Regions from separate parts of the Mus musculus genome. Here all the other regions are linked to region 3. The links are chromatin contacts, called in public HiChIP or PLAC-seq maps. All regions are on one chromosome and are shown on one strand. Each heading gives the region's core, a stretch centred on a gene start, on an enhancer-like site or on the middle of the called end of the contact. The rest is flanking DNA. Distances are from core to core; before and after follow the strand shown.

The links. HiChIP or PLAC-seq counts read pairs in DNA pulled down with a chosen protein or histone mark.
Region 1: a contact with region 3 is called in an H3K4me3 HiChIP or PLAC-seq map of forebrain, with 5 times the contacts expected there. The contact joins two enhancer-like sites. A contact is called at or near these places in 1 of 39 promoter capture datasets (embryonic stem cells), 6 of 15 datasets of contacts at CTCF or cohesin (the NIH/3T3 cell line, embryonic stem cells, large pre-B cells and 1 more), 82 of 484 Hi-C or Micro-C datasets (the AML12 cell line, B cells, the Ba/F3 cell line and 42 more), 23 of 115 datasets of contacts at active chromatin or transcription factors (the NIH/3T3 cell line, bone marrow-derived dendritic cells, craniofacial prominence and 11 more) and 1 of 9 other capture datasets (embryonic stem cells).
Region 2: an H3K27ac HiChIP or PLAC-seq map of embryonic stem cells shows a contact between it and region 3, with 8 read pairs. The contact joins two enhancer-like sites. A contact is called at or near these places in 1 of 15 datasets of contacts at CTCF or cohesin (the NIH/3T3 cell line) and 6 of 115 datasets of contacts at active chromatin or transcription factors (embryonic basal ganglia, embryonic stem cells and stem cell-derived neural progenitor cells).

The regions. Positions count from the first base shown.
Region 1 is chr2:5,410,658-5,413,851 of GRCm38.p6, reverse strand. All of the region lies in intron 3 of Camk1d (calcium/calmodulin-dependent protein kinase ID), which reads left to right. Among named protein-coding and RNA genes, the nearest start is that of Gm36853, 70 kb to the left of the region's middle. Within about 2 kb of position 1,826, at least 17 of the 459 cell types and tissues checked have an H3K27ac peak or open chromatin away from gene starts, as enhancers often do. A contact at or near this core is called in cerebral cortex, cortical neurons, forebrain and 1 more, where this site is marked.
Region 2 is chr2:5,355,487-5,358,586 of GRCm38.p6, reverse strand. The region is part of intron 4 of Camk1d (calcium/calmodulin-dependent protein kinase ID); the gene reads left to right. Among named protein-coding and RNA genes, the nearest start is that of Gm36906, 42 kb to the right of the region's middle. Within about 2 kb of position 1,351, at least 13 of the 459 cell types and tissues checked have an H3K27ac peak or open chromatin away from gene starts, as enhancers often do. A contact at or near this core is called in embryonic stem cells, where this site is marked.
Region 3 is chr2:5,078,958-5,082,172 of GRCm38.p6, reverse strand. No RefSeq gene overlaps it. Among named protein-coding and RNA genes, the nearest start is that of Optn, 16 kb to the right of the region's middle. Within about 2 kb of position 1,937, at least 36 of the 459 cell types and tissues checked have an H3K27ac peak or open chromatin away from gene starts, as enhancers often do. A contact at or near this core is called in cerebral cortex, cortical neurons, embryonic stem cells and 2 more, where this site is marked.

The sequences.
Region 1 (3,194 bases), core at 577-3,076, 330 kb before region 3:
GTCTTCTCCTTCTTGTGGAAATTTCTCAAGCAGCGGTGATGTCTTCTTGACCCCGTTGGTGTGGCAAAATATACAGCCTACAAGAAAAAACTACTTACTTTGGCACCCAGAGTTCAGGGCTTCGGGCCCTCAGAATCATTGATTTTAGATGCATCAGAACCTCAATTTGGCAAGAGCAACTGTGCTCACTTTGTGACAGACAGGAAATAGAGAGAGAGAGGGAAAGAAGGGACAGGGATAAGATAATCCAAGAACCCAGCTCTAGTGACCTAGCCCTTCTAACTAGGTTCCACTTCCCAAACTTTCTAATACCTCTCAAAATACCATTGCCAGCTGGGGACTAAGCCTTGAATGCACAGGCTCTCGGCAGATGCTATTCATTCAAACCATATTGTTCTCCAAGTACGTTGTTTGAAGGAAACATGTTGTGCTATGCACAGGTATCTAGAGAGAAAGAGAGACAATCTCTCTCTCTCTCTTTCTCAATGCTCTCCATGTAAAATTGGTTTAGAGCTTCATGTCCAGAAGGGGCATCCAATGTCCAATGCCAATTGAAGGAGAGATTTATTCAGTGTGGAGACGTTGGCCAATCACTGAGTCGTATGAACTCTTTCCAGTAAGCTCTTTGTCAGCCACAAGTCTTGGAGAAAATGGGGCACTGATTGTGGAGGTCACTGATCATTTTACTCACTCAGATGACTGTCTTAAAGCCAGCGTGGCCTGGTCTACACAGGACCTTTCATCCTGCCTTCCCTGTCTACTAGACAGAAGTCCATGGCCAGTGAGTAACTTTCAAAAGAAATCTCCTTTATAACCACTTATTGGTGGTTGGTTAAAAGCCCAGTGCCCATGAATAATTTTGAACCTGATTTGCAGTTTTGTCACAGTGGTCTAAAAGCCTCGGTAGTGTGAAGAATTTTACCACCTATAGTCAGTCCCTTTATCTTCTGAGCCGAGGTATTGAGGTCACCTTCTATGGATCGATCAGTACCACCAGCTTGTTAGACTCACCTATCGTATGAATCCAAAGTAGAAGTGGAAGTGTGCACTGTGATATTGGATACCTGGCAGATCAGCAAACGGTGATGCTCTGCTTTGATCTAGGCAATAAGGAAACAGTGTGAGGAGGTGGCTTGGTCGGTAAAATGCAGAGCTCGGTCCCCAGAAATCAAATGAAAAATAAAAGTTGGTTGTGGAGATGCACAGATGTTAATTCTAGCTTAGGCAGATGCAGAAATGGACGGATCCTTGGGGCTAGGGTAATGAGAGAGAATCTGACAAACTAGGGGAAAGTGAGGAATGACAGCTTGGCCTCCACATGAGCGTGCATACATGTGCACATGAGGGCAAGTATGAGTACCTGCACACACACACTCTCACACACACACTCACACACATACACACTCACTCACACTCACAAACACTCACACACACATACTCACACTCATACACACTCTCACACACACTTACATACTCACACACACTCACTCACACACTCATTAAAACAGAGGCTCTTTTATGACTGAGTTGAATTCTGTTGCTACTGTGCTCCTAGTACCTGACTTAGTGTGCTCCGAGAGAGGATGATTGTAGCCTCCCTGGAAATCTACACTGAACTGGGACCTAAATCTTGTTCAGAAGCTGTGACAGGCAGAAGGAAGAGCAGAGGACCAAAGCAGGAGGGGTTAAAGAGACTGCTGAGCCTGAGTGCTGTGCTGCCACTTGCTGACCTGAGAACTGCCAGTCTGGAGAAGTGTGAGGAGGAGGTGGGAGCTTTTAGCAGCTTCTCAGTGCAGCCAGGAGCTCAGCTGTGCCAGGCTTGAACTGTGGCAGGGGAGGGGGAGGGGGAGGGAGGGCTGCATCTATTGGGAGAAGGTGGCAGCCCAGGTACAGGCCAGCAGACACCCCTTTTTATTGTGAGACCTCCCCCCACCCCTGGGGTGAGTCACCTTCTGGAGGCGGGTGAGAACCTGATTGTGGAGGCTCTGGGAAAGCCCACATGGAGCCTGGAGCCTCCGCAATTATATAAATGGAAAGTTGAAAAGAAAAAAAAAAGATGCACAGGGTTTGTAAAGATGGTTACACTGTGGCTGAGAACATTCTCGGCTGAGAAACTGCAGAGTGCTGCGGAGATGCTGAAAGATTTTGGGTTTTTGTTTTTTTGTTTTTTGTTTTCTTGGTAGCAGGAGTCAGAAGGGACCAGGTCCCATCCCCTTGCTTTAAAACAAACAAACAAACAAACAAAAACAAACAAACACAGAAACAAAACAAGTAGAAAAGATTGCAATGAAGTGTATGTAGTCCAGAGAAGGCGATGAAAATAGAACTTTGAATGCGTTGAATGGCTTCCTAAATCTGAGAGAGGATAAAAAGGGTTTGGAATTGAGACTCTTAGCCTAAAGCTTTGTGTCTGCCAACTGAAAATGGCAAAAATACATCTTATAGGAAAGGAAACCCCATACTTTAGGGACAGAGAGGGGCTGAAGAAGAACCCCCGTGCCTTCCTCAGGAAAGCCAACACCAGTCGGTTCCTCAGAATGGCACTAGCTGGGAAAATCGCTAGTTACCTCATGCCTTGGGAAGAGATGAGAGCACATGACGTAATCAGTATTCCTGTCTGGCTTTTTTTTTTTATTGTTTAGTAAACAGAGGTAGGCATATTTAGCAAGAAAGATGACACAGGAAAGAACACACAGAAAGCTAGAAGGAAGAGTGTTGATGAGCATAGACAGGACTGGACCAACATGTTTATTTTGCCTTTTCAATTCTGGTTGCTACACTTACCGATTGATGGTGGTGGTGGTGGTGGTGGTGTATTTTACTGGCTTTATTTTTGTTTTGTTTTGTTTTGTTTTGTTTTATTTTATTTTATTTTATTTTATTTTATTTTATTTGGTGGTTTTTTTTTTTTTGCCATTGTTTACAAGTTTCCTTATTCCTATTGTGATCTTATCATGAAGTGTACCCCACAGGCTCACCGTATATTGAACACTTTTGTCCCAGGACAAAACCCACTGGGGGTACATTATGTGGTTAACCCCCATGTCTCTACCCATCAACTCCTACCACACGATCCTCTGCCCAAGTGCTGAGAACTGAGCACCAGGGGCTGGCGTCTCTGAAGCCTTGATTCCCCCCATCCCCAATTCCTTCCTCCCCTAAGTCATTTCTGTCAAGTATTTGGTCAAAGAGAT
Region 2 (3,100 bases), core at 102-2,601, 280 kb before region 3:
AAAAGGAGCCATTCCCCTGTCTTCCAAACAGTATTCCTGCTTCAACAACAGACTGGCTCATTTCATTTTACTTTCAAAAACCCTTTGGCATCATTTGATTTTCTTCAAATCTCATTCTTCATCCACAAAATTGTCACGATGACTACCGTCTTCAGTAACTCTTTGTGTAACTATTTTGGGTGATTGAAAATATTTTCCCCCTTTGGGTTCTGTTAAAGAAAAAAAATGTTTTGACATTTGTCGCAGCAAGAAAAAAGCCTTTGTTTGAGCCTGCTGCACAGAGGAGAGAGATGGAGCCCAGCTGTACTCTGAACACAAGGAAGAACAAGTGGGCACTTGTAGAGTGGAGGAGTAGTGGTGGGATAGGGAGAACATAGCACCTACAAGGTTACTAAGAAGGACCAGGAGATGACTCAGTGCAAAATGCAGGAAAAGCTGAGATGCTCGCCAGCACCCACATAAGGAAGCCAGGGATGACAATGCACACCTGGAATGCCAGCACCGGGGAAGCAGAGATGAGGGTCCCCGGACTCAGTATCCAGCCCCAGACTCAGTATCCAGCCCCAGACTCAGTATCCAGCCAACTGAGCCCAATTGGCAGCCTCCGCATTCATTGGAAAGATCCTGTCTTTAAAAAAAAAGTGACGCTGACCACTGATCTCTACATGTCCCAACACCTCCACACACAGACACAGATGTAAAGTAAAATGATTTTTCAAAGGAAAGTCATTAAGAGATGTTAGGAGTCTTGCTAAAACAGCCTAACTGGCTGAGGCTGGGGTCAGTACTGGATGTAGCTCAGCAATGGAACCCTTACCCAGCACATACAAGGCCTGCATTTGAGCCACAGTGCCAATAAACAAACAAACAACAAACAGACAAACAAATGCAAAATACTGATGGAAAAATAAGTAAGATAACCTAACAAATCTCTTGCAAATGGCAGGTCAGACGTATACATGGACAGAGATTGTCTCTGAACGGAATTGATTGGTTGCAACTTTCCTGAATCCTCTCTGTGACCTGGTCTCTGACTCTGTCCTTTCTCTGTGAACTCTACTTACTCACTCTAGCTTGAGCAAAACTCATTCTGAATCCACTTAGCATGGAATATCTCCCGATATCTGCCCAAGTTTCTTAGCTTGCTTTTCACGCTGTCTCCTGTCTTAAACAGAAGTCCGGCCGAGTTGATCTGGCTGGCTCCTTGCTTACTTATTCACAGGACTATTCTGTCCACTGCCCTCTGACCTTCCCTTTGCTGTAAATCTCTTGTTAACCTTCCTAGCATAGGCGTTAAACAAGAGTCTTCTACCTATAAACCCCCCATGGTGGTACTAATGAGTACTCATTGTCTTTCAAAGTATCTGAATAGGCTGGAGAGGTAGCTCAGCAGCCCTGGCTGCTCTTCCAGAGGTCCTGAGTTCAATTCCCAGCAACCACATGGTGGCTCACAAGGATCTATAAGAGTATCTGATGTCCTTTTCTGCTCTGCAGAGCACTTATACATTAAATACATTTTTAAATATTTAAATATCTGAATAATTGTTAGTTTAACAGCATCTGAAGCACTGGGTAAAGAGCTTGATTATATTTCAGGGGTAAGGATTCCCCTTAGACAAGCTGGGCATGGAGGTACACCCCTGTAATTCCAGGAGGCTGAGGTACACCCCTGTAATTCCAGGAGGCAGAGGTACACCCCTGTAATTGCAGGAGGCTGAAGCAGGAGTGTGAAACCAGTTTGAACTCTCCCCTGAACAATGCAGATGGGTGCAGTGGTTCTCAACCTTCCTAATGCTGTGACCCCTTAGTCCCTCATGCTGTGGTGACCCACCACCACAAAATTACTTTTGTTGCTACTTCATAACTATAATGTTGCTACTGTTATAAATCATAATGCAAATATCTGATATGATGGATATCCGATAGGCAACCTCCATAAAAAGGTCATTTGACCCACAGGTTGAGAACCACTGCTCTAAAGTGGGTTCACTTGATCCAGGCTAAGACCGTGCTTGGCTGGCCTGGTGAGAGCAAGAGGGATTTGTGAGGCAAGGTCAAGGCTTTGTTCTCAAGAGGGCTCAGAGAAGCCTGGCCAAGGTTTGGTCAAGCACAGAGTCTTGGCCAGTTCTTACAAATTCTTTATAGCAAAGACTGCATACCAGAATCTTTCAGTGCACACACATATATATACACACAAACACACCCCATACCACACACCACCACACATATATACCCCCACCCCATTTCAGATCTACCAAATTATCTGTCTCCTCCATTTAATAACTCCACAGGTAGAAAGGTAACAATGATATCCAACAAGGTCAGAAAAACACTTTCTAAACATATCTAATCACTGTACCTATAAGAATTGCTAAAATTCAATGTTTAGCAACCCAAGATTTTCCCCAGGAGCCTGACAAAAAAAGACTACATCTTTATTCTTGGGCTGGGAGAGTAACCAGTCTGGCAACCGGGTGGGAAAACAAGCTTCCTTTCCATAGCCTTCCTTCTGCTTTCATTCCCTTAAGGTTCATTGTAGGCAAGAGCCACAAGTACTTATTCAGTCAGTACACCTTTAGAACTGTCCTGGTGGATAGATGTTAGCAGACAGTCCTGACACCAGCCCCCTGAGGGATAGCATCAACTGAGGTCACACAAAACGAATATGGATAAATAAAAATGCAGGTTCCTATTCTGTGTTGAGTTTCTCAGCCCTGTAGAACAGGGACTAGCCTGAGACAGGTGTATCATGGCATCTACAGGCCCTGCCCCAGTCTTTGCCAAGACTAATGACAACCCCCAGTTCTGAATAAACTCTGCAGACAATGTTTTATTGTCTGCCCCAAGGAAGTCCCTTCCGTATGTCACTGATATTATAAAACCACAGTGAAGACAAGCTGGGCACAAAGGTACACCCCTATAATCCCAGGAGGCTGAAGCAGGAGTGTGGAACCACTGTCTGAGCTCTCCCCTGAACTGTGCAGATGGGTAACAAGAAGAGACTGCAGCCTGTGCTTGGCACAAAAGCAACCAGGAGAGGGGTCTTTAGGGGCGCAGGACTAGGAGTCGCTGCTTCTTTTGCTCCCAGAATGCTCCTTCT
Region 3 (3,215 bases), core at 688-3,187:
CCACAGGATGGTCCTTGAATGAGCTGGAGCCCCACTCACCCCCAAACTTCCATTTATACAATATTCTTCCAAGATGACTGGGCAAAAGCAGGTTTGAATCATTTCTTTGGGACTTCTAATGAATGCCTTTCTATCAAGGCCTGGTTCTCATATTCACTTGAACACACACACACACACACACACACACACACACACACACACACACACACATACACACACACACACACACATACACACACACACACATACACACACACACACACATACACACACACATACACACACACACACACATACACACACACACACACACACACACACACACACACACACACACACACCTCCAATATCTTAACTCTCTTAGGAAGTTCTAAGTATTTTATGTCAGAACACTTTCCAAAAATGGAGTCCGATAAGAAGAATTCTGAGTTCGTGTGAGAAAATTCCAAGTAAACAAGAGTCTTTGTGACCTGTTTCTTCCAAATGCCAACTTCTTTCTGAAATGTGATTAAATGTCCCTCCCAAGTATGGTGGGTAGGAGGGAGTTGACTTCAGATTGTTCATTGGAGCTGGCTATTGTTTGGTTTTATGTCCGTGTAGACAGACATGTTACCGCCATGTGTGGTTTGTCTTTGTGATTGTAAACTGTACTCATTCGATTCTTCTTAACTCTCAGAGTATAGATTGTCTGATGCTCTGAGTAAGGTTGGCTAAGGCCTGAGGCTTTAGTCCTTCTCGGTTTTTAGGCTCCATCCTCCCAATTTCCACTGCCTCAACAATTGTACCTTTGCCCTTTAAAAATATGTCAAACCTTCCATTCCTCATCTATTTTATTTTTTAATTTTTCCCAAAAGTAAACATATACGTGTACACAGTCACACATGGATATACACATCCACATGTGCACACTCACACTCATATTCCTCACAATCATACACAGGCACTCCACATACACCATGAGTATGCTTGTATGTGACCATAGGCACCTACTTGCAAATACTCAACACATACAGACACATTACAAAAACGCACACACTTGGACTTCTACCCATATATTCACACACAGGCACGTATGTACATATGCATACATGATACATACACTTCTATACAAGTGTAGACTCAAAATATATGAATACACACGTGTATGCTCAGTCATTGGAGTTTCATATGCCAGTCTATATTGGGGTGCTGTTTTACTGAAGTACTTCCTGACCTCTGTTCCCATAATTCTGTGAGACCCCGACTTAGAGCGTTTCTCCCTGAAAGGTAAAGCCCCTGGACATTCCCCAAGCTTGTTTTCCCTGATCTCTTAAAATACAGCCAGAAAGAAGCTCTTTGTTCTCTATAGCCAACAAAAAGTCTTTTTGTTTCTGTGCCTTACAGCCAGAGACTCGATGATTGTGGGGAGACCTAGCCAGGCGCTTGCTTGGCTCCCTGTGCCAAGGACATGGAGATAGATTCCCCAGAGAAGAGCTACAGCTCACTCCTCACTCTTCATGCCTTGTTATTTTACCAAGGACACCCGCCAGAGAAGAGCTGTAGCCAAACTCCTCCCAACTCCTCAGCTAGCTGTTAAAAGCCCCCTACTGTTACCGCTCGAGATCGAACTCCCCTCAGCTAGCTGACAATAAAGCGTCTTGCAGTTTGCATCAGGTGTTATCGGGGTGCCGACCAGCTCAACCCGGGACTTGAGCGGAGGTCTCCCCAGTTTCGGGGGTCTTACAATTCCACAATCCCAGCAAAGGAGGCCATTTCCTTGTCTGTTTTTTTTTTATCTTGATACATATGTACTATTAAAATGGGACAAATTAAAAGGTCTTAGTCTGACAAAGAGCACTTTCCTTAAAAATGCTGACCTTTCTTTCATAGGCTCAATTTGGATTTTCCCTGAGAGGGACTGCCAGTTGACTGCAGACAGTCATTTGGCACCATCTGCTGGACATAGACAGTCTGAGCAAATGAGAGCTGAAGAGATCAGAGCTGAAGAGCCCAGAATCCACGTTGAGTGAGTGCCTGGATCTAATAGTTCTGCTGTGTGTGGCTTTATTGCAAATATGCAACTTCCTGTGCATATCTCTGAGTTACCTTACGTTATCCTCTCTGAATTTCACAAAGCACCTTTGCTTTATAGCCTCAGCCAAGTCAGCTCACAATGAAGAGCAGAAACCACATCTTGCCACTGTTGCATCCCTAGGGTCCAGGATACAGTAGGAGCTGTGAAACATGTTTCTCTTGCTCTGTGGCTTTTGAATGGCACAATGACTAATATGGGCCATAAGAGATGATGAACCATGGACAGCATAAAGCTAGGGGTGAACATGAACTCCTGATCCTCTGCCTCTACCTCCCCACACCGGGATGATGTTGGAGAAACATCAGCTGCTCCGTATGCCTTTTCAAATTTTAAATTTTTCTTCAAATTAAAAAAATAATAATAACTGTTTAGACCAAGGTCTTGCCATGTAACCCAGGTTGACCTCAAACTTGATCCTCCTGCCTCAGCCTCTCAAGCCCTCAGTAACCTTTAAAAACTGATAAGTTTTCCCCCATGTGATAGTTAACTGTGTGCATTAACTTGGCCAGACTAAAATGCCCTGCATTTGGCCAAATACCACTGGAGATACTTCTGTGGAGACACATTCTTTATGTGATTGGTGTTCTGCATAAAGCGTGTGATTCTCCATATTGTGTGTGGGTCCTTTCATTTGAAAGCTTTGAGAGTAAAGACTGCAGTTTCTCAAGGTAGAAGAAATTTTTCTTCAACCAGATTGCCACAGAGAAACCCTGCCTCAGTTTCTCACTTGAGGGATTTGGAGTCCAGACATCAATTGTAATTCTTACCTGAAATTCCAGCCTGATGACCTCATATAAACCTTAGACATTCCTGCTTCATTCTCCCTCTCCCTCTCCCTCTCCGTCCCATTTTGCTGGAGAAACCTAACACAGGTCCTATACATTATATTAGTAAAGTATCAAGTGTTTTTTCAGTTCACTAAGAAGCTAACTGTGAATCAGGATTGCCCCTAACTAACTTCAGACCCAAGCATATCTGTCTTAGAGCATCCTCCAAGATCTTAGTCCAGGAATGGGCTATTCCTATCCCCAGCTTTGTGAGAAATGGACAGGAGAACAACAAAGCATCCCACAAATAGAAATATCACATCCTTGAGAACAATCAAGTAAATTGTTACAGGAAAAACACAACATCTCTGAGC